Linked DNA regions of Zea mays: all the other regions are linked to region 3. Evidence: chromatin contacts called from public Hi-C data. All regions are on one chromosome and are shown on one strand. Each heading gives the region's core, a stretch centred on a gene start, on an enhancer-like site or on the middle of the called end of the contact. The rest is flanking DNA. Distances are from core to core; before and after follow the strand shown.

What was found. Hi-C and Micro-C count contacts between places; a contact is called where the count stands out from the background.
Region 1: a Hi-C map of ear shows a contact between it and region 3, with 2.8 times the contacts expected there. The contact joins the promoter of LOC100278655 here to the promoter of LOC100283349 in region 3. A contact is called at or near these places in 2 of 25 Hi-C or Micro-C datasets (bundle sheath and ear).
Region 2: a Hi-C map of endosperm shows a contact between it and region 3, with 2.2 times the contacts expected there. The contact joins the promoter of LOC100276401 here to the promoter of LOC100283349 in region 3. A contact is called at or near these places in 4 of 25 Hi-C or Micro-C datasets (ear, endosperm, leaf and 1 more).

What each region holds. Positions count from the first base shown.
Region 1 is chr6:124,930,759-124,933,665 of Zm-B73-REFERENCE-NAM-5.0, reverse strand. LOC100278655 reads right to left here and starts at 1,484. Exons shown (of 2, transcript NM_001372467.1): 1 at 984-1,484; 2 at 1-50. The coding sequence starts at 1,397. It also overlaps the pseudogene LOC115772137.
Region 2 is chr6:125,615,349-125,618,180 of Zm-B73-REFERENCE-NAM-5.0, reverse strand. It overlaps LOC100276401, which reads right to left and starts at 1,462. Exons shown (of 5, transcript NM_001150206.1): 1 at 1,050-1,462. The coding sequence starts at 1,384.
Region 3 is chr6:125,270,203-125,272,902 of Zm-B73-REFERENCE-NAM-5.0, reverse strand. It overlaps LOC100283349 (chaperone protein dnaJ 16), which reads left to right and starts at 1,362. Exons shown (of 11, transcript NM_001156250.2): 1 at 1,362-1,922; 2 at 2,265-2,388; 3 at 2,461-2,543; 4 at 2,637-2,700. The coding sequence starts at 1,753. LOC107275233 reads left to right here. Exons shown (of 5, transcript NM_001320505.1): 5 at 1-210.

The DNA.
Region 1 (2,907 bases), core at 235-2,734, 340 kb after region 3:
CTCGAGCCGCTGCCGCTGCCGCTCCGTGGTTGGCCGGCGCCGTCCTTCTCCTGTCGCGGGCCGGGACGATCGAAGTTAGATGGCGGCAGTAGAGTAACCAGAAGATGATAGTTTAGTTATCCTGTTGGAGCTAAGCTAGTTTAAACATCAGTTTAATTATCCACTTTTTTCCTCTCTGTCTGTCTGTCTGTTAGTGCCCATTAGCGAATGAATTAGTGGCTTCTCGCCTTCCTGCATGCATCCATGTTCCATGCATATTCTTCGCCTACCTGACTGTCTTGTTGGTTGGATCGCAGAATGTCAAACACCATAGTTTTCTAAACAGTTAAACATAATGAATGATATCAGCCTCAGGAGGAGGCAGCTCGAAGATTTCGGTGCATCCCATCCCTACGACTTCCATGTGATGTGAGGGAAGCAAGATGTGGCAAAGCTACTATTATGATATTGCCTAGTTCTGCTCCAGAATATTTTGCCTGCTCTTTTTTTTATATATATAACCGGCCATTACATCATGTTCGGAGTAAACTATTCGAATTATTCCTGGTATCTTGATCATGGGTTACTTTATGGTGATATCCTTTACAATCGAGTTGGTTGGTTAGGTAGGTACTAGTGGGCGGCTAAATACAGTTACCTAGACTGCTATCACCACCTGCTCTTCTTATTCATCAGCCGAACAAAACATAATTTGTGGCATGAAGGAAAATTCATAGTGCACTCGTGTAGTCATAGTCATGGATATTCAGAGCAGAACGTCAAGCGGGTAATGATACTGTGAGTCCTTTTGTTGTTGGACAATGTTTTGCGCATGTAGTGCAAACTACTGTGCTGATCGAAGGACGTAATTGAATGGAACGGATGCACTAAGGACATCTAAAATTAGTCGAACAATGTTCTAGAACAGAGACAGGGAAAGCAGAGGAGCGAACGAGAGATTGCGCAGTAACCATTGGCACTGGACGGTGGTCACAAAGCAGTACCTGGTCAAGGCAGTCGTCGTCGTCGTCTCCGGAGCCCGTCCTCCCGCCGGCGTGCTTCCGCTGAACTACCACCACGTGCTGCAGCTGCTGCTGCGCCCTCCGCGTCTTTTCCTCCTTCTTGGCCTGCAGCGCCTTGGTGACCTCGGCGACGGTGATGAGGCGGTACGCCTGGCCGAGCACCAGCGTGTCCCGGGGCTTGAGCAGCTTCACCCGCGTGGCGCGCCTGTGCTGCTGCTGCTGGGACCGCTTCTCGTCGTCGGCATCCGCGCGGTGCGTGACGAGCGCTACGTAGTGGCCCGGGTTGGCGCGCATGACCTCGGCGGCGCTGGTGGCCCAGTAGAGGCGCTCGACGCGGCCGCCCGGGTGCTGCACCATCACCACCGTCGCCGCCTCCGCCGCCTGGCAGTTGCCCATCCTCGATCGACCGGCGGCCCTCCTTTGGTCCTCTGCCGCCTGTGGGTGTGCAGTCCAGCCCAGCCCAGGGAGGAGAAGGAGGCAGGTGGCGGCGGCCGCGAGCGGGTTATGATTTATGAAGCGGCGGTGGGCGTGGGTGGGGTGCGGCACTAGCCACTGACCGAGACGGCGCTGCACGGATGGATCGCGAGGTCCAGCGGTGTCGATTGGCCCGACCGAGCCCTTGCGCGCATCAGTTTTTTTTTTGGCTCACCGTTCCCTCTGCCCTAAAACCATGGAGCGTGGCGGGTAGCGTGCACGAGCGGTGGTGCATCTATGGCTGGGGCTACAAGCTGAGCTCGAGTGCTCCGTACGTCCCTGAAATGGCAGCTCACCGATCGGATCGGAGGGATCCAGCGCTGAGGTCGTGCATTGAAATCTGCGCCTCTTTGGACGCTCGGCGTCAAAGCATCGGTTTTGCCGTGGCTGTGGGTGGATTTGTGTGTTGGCCGTGCCAGCGTGACATACGCTTGACGTCGGACGCGGCACAGTCCAAGGCGGGCTGCGCCAAGACAGCAAGAGGCCCACGAAGCAGAGTGTTTGGGCCCAATTGGCTGCGCTAGTGTGTGTGAGTCTGGGCGTTCCCGACGTCGTACTCGTACGACGTGACGGTGTCATTCTTCTGGGCACCGTTCATCGCCAAGGCCACGATGGCAAGCTAGGCGCTCAACAACACAGCCTGCCGGAGAACATGAGCAGAGATGGCAATAGGTAAATATCCACCGGGTATTACTATCCCATACCCATATCCACAACACAAAAATAATCTCACCGGGTCACCCATATACACTGGGGACTAGTTTGGCAGCGAAGAGAAAAAATTCCCTTGGAAACCAACACACGAGGGAATTTTAGATGACACCTTATTTCCCAGAGAGAATCTCCCCTCTCGGGTGTACTTTTCTGGCGTTGTTTGGGAAGCAAGGGGCTAAATACCCCTCTTAGCAAAAATACATCAAAAATTCAGAAAAAAAATCAAACAAAAATAAGGAATATTTAGAAAACCCATAAACAATAAAACATCACTAAAAATCCAGAAATATGAAGCATGTATCAACACTGCAATGTCCACTTAATATCACCATCACATAATATCATGTAATATTCAACGAAGCTAATCCATCCATCATCACATCACATAATATCATTATCTCCATTCACACGTACAGATAGACATTATAATATAAAAATGGAGTATTAGGAAGTTTGGCAGTAGAATAAGACATCTAAAACATGCACGCCACATGTCAACTTAATGCGTTTTAGTTTCATGCCAGCTTCCTTCTCCATATCCGCTTCATGTGTTGCTTCCACTTAACACACTGCAAGTAACATCAATTGATACACATTTTAATTTATATGGTTACACAATTATATAGTTCAATGCTAATAACATAGAAAAAAACTATATGTGTTGCTTCCACTGAAAAAACTAGAATATCATATGTGTTGCTTCCACTGAATAAATTCT
Region 2 (2,832 bases), core at 213-2,712, 350 kb before region 3:
CCATTTTCTAAAATGAAACCGAAATGGTGTATTTGTAAAAAAAAACTTTAGAAAAAAGGGCCAAAAAACGGTTCTGACTTCTGAGGACAGGTTCCAGCAAGTTTTCCAGCTAGCCAGGGTTCAGTATTCCCTCCCTCAAGATTCAAGACACAAGCAACCAAGATGTCTTCTTTCCATGGTCGAGATTTTATTTCTAAAAAAAAGTTTCAAGTTTTAAATTCAGATACAATTTGAAGTACTTTAAATCCATATAGCTGTACCAAACTAACAAATGCAAATGCTTTTTCTAACAGAGACATGTGCCCTTAATGAATAATAGCTGTTTTAATCAACGTTAATACTTAATACTCCCTCCGTCCTAAAATATAAGTCATTCCAAAATTCTTGGAGAGTCAAAGTTTTTTCAAGTTTGACCAAATTTATACAATGAAGTATTAACATTTATGATATCAAATGTATATCATTAGATTCTCCATTAAATATATTTTCATAGTATATCTATTATCTATTATGTGTCATAAATCTTTATGAGTCTCGCTATACTTTTAGTCAAACTTTAAAAACTTTAACTCTCCAAAAATCTTGGAATGACTTATATTTTGGGACTGAGGGAGTACTAGCTAACTTCCTTCGAATATTGCAAATTCACGCAACTGTAGTTTTCCGCTGTTAAAACACATGTTAGACATATAACCAATATATCGAATTATATAATCTACTGGTCCATAGATAGCATATAAATAGGTGCGTCGGGTAGTACAAATCAATTTGAAAATAATTTCCACACGAAAGCAAATCCATCACCTATTGCAAGCCTGTTTACACTACATTGTGCATACTTTTACTCCAGAAGTCATTTTTTTACTCCTAATTACTTGAATCCGTATCTAGCCTCTTCAGTCTTCACAACACCTCAGATAACGAACTGTTTACGCATGTATCCAGCTCCAAGCATGAAGCATGGACAATCGGATACAAACTAGAAACTACTCCGAACGACGAATTTCAAAATCCGGAAAAAGCATGAGCGGGAAGGGCGTACGGCTTACCTTTTGGGGCCGAAGGTGGCCTGCGGCAGCGAGACGTAGGAGCGGAGCGGGTTGAGCGCGTCGGGGTGCAAGCCCGCAGCCTCGCCGCCGCCCGGCGGGAGGGCCCAGCGGGAGGACGCGGAGAGGGAGGCTTCGGCCGGGGGCGGCGTCCCCTTGATGGGCACGGAGTGGCGGAGGATCTCCGGTAGCACGTCGGGGGAGGGCTGCGCCGACGCACCCCCGGGCGCCGAAGCGGAGGGCGGGAGCTTCTCCGCGAGGCGGCCGACGGCAGTCTTTGACTCCTGGAGGAAGTACGCGCCCTCCTTGGCGGCGAGGCGGCCGGCGAGGAAGCTCATGAACGGCGGCGCTTTGGGCCTGGGGATCGCGCGGTTTGCGGCGACGTTTGGATTTGGGTTTTCGACGCTTTCCCGATTGAGAATGGCCGGGGGCGTGTGGGTGCTTTTGTAGCTCGCTCGAGGGACACCGGACACGACGGCAGCAACATGGCAATAAATAACCGTGGATAATTATTCATTGAATATGGGTACGGTAGAATTTGGTATCCGCGAGTACGATTATGGATACATGTATGAGTTGAGTTTTGTCTCGCGGGTATGGATTCGCGAACTATATATCCGCGTACTACCCACCCGATTGTCATTCCTAATAAGGAGTGACGTGGAGGGCAGCGTGTTTGTATCTGTGCCACTGCAGGTGCAGGCATACCTATTTTATGTTATTATTAATGTTTTGAAAGGTAAATATTCAGAAAAAATGTTTTGAAAGATATTAGGTTCTTAATGTATTTCTGGTTGACATCGAGCTAACCATTCAATTCGCATGTGTTGAAAACTGGATGTCGGCAGATGTAGCCCATCAGGATTGGGATCCTAGACTCGATGCTTGCTAGCGTTCACCAATTCTCATGTTACATACTAAAGGTATGTTTGTTTTTGTTAGTATTAAAAATTAGTAAGTTTAGATTGTTCGTTTCGGATTAAAGCCGGCTGTTTGGATTGCTCCAGCTGCAATTTATAGAGATAAAAACACTATAAAAATAGTATAAGTCGGTACGAATTAAAATCAAGTAAACATGCTGTTAATAGCTAGTAAAAGGTTGTTTGATTTCACCTACTAATAAGTGGTTGGATAGTAAATTATATATTTATATCTATTAACCATTCTAAACCAGTTAATGGAACTGGCCCGCCAGCTAACAATTAGTAAATCTACTGGCATTAATTTTATATGCTAATTTTTAGTGCTAATAGATCTAAAGAGGCTCTAAAGCAACTTCATCAGATTGAAAAAAATAATCCTTTTGCTTTAAGAGTTGTTTATAATGAGATGGAAATCAATTACTCCAAGAGACTCTCTTAACCATATTTTTTTTCTTAATTCATCAAACTCTATTCAACCCCTCGAAGAAAAAGGAAGTGTCAAATGCTGTTCTCAATCCCCTTCCGTCACTAACACGTGAGCACACGATAGAAGGAAAGAGAAGAGAGGAGAGATGTAATCATGTAACCGACATATGGTTCCACATGAAAGTTTTTTTTTAATTTGGTGCAGAAACTCTTCCCTAATATAAAAATTTGAGTTTCGTCAACCTTCTATACTATCTTTTTAAGAGAAAAAGCATCTAGTGGAGTTATTGCGTTTTCGTAATCTCCTATACTATCTTTTAGGGTTTATTTAGTAACAAGAGAATTGAGGGGTTAGAATTTCTTACTATTTAATTTTGAATAGTAAGAAATTATAGCCCCTTCAATCCCCTCTCATCCCATTTCTCTCAAACAAACCT
Region 3 (2,700 bases), core at 113-2,612:
TTGTGGATCCTTGATGCGCATTTGTTGCAAATGCTTTGGATTGAAGCAGAGCAATGTACCATACCATGCTGGCATGCGATCTAAGTGGCCGGCGGCTTGCTTCATGCTCACATGAAGTTTAACTACCATCACCATCGGTTGCAGCTTCAAGTTTGGTTCGGTTGTAATGAAACGGATTCTCATATGTTAAACCTGAGAGCCTTCTGTTAAGCCTTGTTTGAGTACTCTAGTATTCACCTCAATCCACGTTTATTAAAGTTGATTGAGGTGTAAATTAAACTAATTTACATCATAGTCCAACTCAATACATGTGGAATGAGATGAATACTAGCGTGAAACTCTACCATTTTGACCTTTCTCTGGGTAGTAGTAACCGATTTTAGGGTGCATCTTCAGACACTCATGAATCATGATCAAGTGCTACCATCTTTGCTTCGAGTGTTGAACATTAGCATCAACAGAACAAAAAGAGAAAAGGACAGAAGAAAGTGCTGTTAGGCCCTGATTGGTTGAGTTTGCAGGGTTGTTTATGCCCAAGCAAAGCGGCTGTTTTTGGAGCTTGCTTTTTTAGAAGCAACTGCTTTTTCGTAGTATATTTTTAAAAGCATCTCAGACCCTCTTTTTGGCCTTTTCCTTTTTAAAATAAACAAAATAAAGAACTATTTTTATAGTCTTCTGAAGAGAGATAAAAATAGAAATTCTATTCTAGTTTCAACTAAATATGTTATAGCCTTTTCATAGCTAACGCATATTTTACAGCAGCTCTATCATTTCGAATTCTTTAAAAATATTTCGAAAATATAAGTAAATGAAACTACACAGGGTGCTTGTGCTTTACTCTATTTTATTTTCATGTTCTTATGAAGGATTCTTTCCTTTTTGTGTTGCTCCCTCCTCTCTGTTCGACTGTTCGTCGTGAAATTCAGGTCAGGTACGATGCAACCGGGCAGGTGCAGACAACGGCAAAGATAAACAAAGAGCTGCAATGGCCAATGGCAATCTCCTGATTGCTTATACTGAATTACACTCCACGTAAACAAAAACATCATATCATACGATCGCAAATTTGGTGGGTGTTGTCGCTGCCTGTGGGGGCCCACTCGCTAAATCCAAGTACTTCGGGCCCACCTGTCACCATCCATCAGCCATCTTGGCCCCGCCCGCAGGCCGCAGACTAGAGAAGACAACAGCAGCTGCTACAAAGTTGTCCGCTAGTTCTAGATACTGACATACGAGCCCCACAAAACAGTGGCCCAACTGCCATTCACGTGCATGGCAGCAAGGGGTCTACCGGCTAACGCCACAATGCCACACAACACAACCTCCGGCTCCGAGCCCGCAGCCCCGCACTGCTCGAGAGGCCCGGGCCGCCCAGCACGCCGGTGCCTGCCACCAACGCCCACTGCGCCCGGGCCCCGCCACGAGGTACACCTAATCTGTCACCTCCCCCACCGCACCTCCGTAGCCTCTTCAATCTCGCCGGCCACCTCACGTCCTCACCTCGCGTGGCCTCCCGTTCTGACTTCGGAGTCCCTCGGTCTCAACGACTAGTTGAGAGCTCGCGGCTCCGTTCGGGCGAGGGGAGGAGGTTCATGAGGCTGCTGTAGGCTCCGTTGCAGCCGCCGCGGGCGGGAGTCCGTGATTTTGGACGCCCCACCGCGGCAAGATCCGGAAGCGCGTTGGCTGTTGTGCCGTGAGTTTCAGTTTCGGTGGTCGATTGCTTCAGCCTGCTGAGAAGTAGGAGGGGCGGCCATGGCGGGGTCGAGGTTCGGGTCGTTCAAGTCGGAGAAGGGCGACTCCGCCTCCGCAGCGGCGGCAGCGGGTGGAGCGGCGCAGAGGAGGGACCCGTACGAGGTGCTCGGGGTGGGCCGCACCGCCACCGACCAGGAGATCAAGAGTGCGTTCCGACGCATGGCGCTCAAGTAAGGCCGCCACCTCTCCGCTCAGATTCAATCGCCTCCCGACCTTCGCACCTATACTTGTGCTGCTTTTCTTGTCTCTCTCTCCCATCCCCCCCCGCCCCCGCCCCTCTCCCTCGTTTGGTGAAATTTTGTGCCAAAACAGGCTCAGTTTTGGCGAATTCTGTCACATATGTTGCGTGTGCACTTTTTTGGTGAGGTTTCCAATTATGTTTGAGCACCCTTGGTTTCCCCTTCCTCTTTGTGACTTGCGAGCCATTTTTTGTCTGAACATTGGGCTGCCTAACGGTAGCCTGGTTTAGGATAGCACTCATTATGGTGTTTCCTTCTGGTGAATTGCGGCAGGTACCATCCGGACAAGAATGGCGATGACCCTGTTGCATCAGACAGGTTCCAGGAAGTCACATTCTCCTATAACATCCTGTCAGATCCCGATAAGAGGCGGCAGTACGATACATCAGGATTTGATGTAATTCACACAGATAATTGGTGTATTATGTCCCCTTACTTTATTATTTTATAACATTTGCATTTTCTTCAGGCAATCGAATCTGATAGTCAGGAACTGGAGCTGGACTTGTCGAGTCTCAACACTGTAAACACGGTGTTTGCAGCTCTTTTTAGGTAAAGCTTGTAAATGATGCAATATTTTTTCAAATCTTTGCTAGTTTGCAGTGCTGTTGTGTGACACTTTGTGTGCGTGCACGATACATGCAGTAAGCTTGGTGTGCCAATTAAAACAACTGTTTCAGCTACAGTTTTAGAGGAGGCATTGAATGGT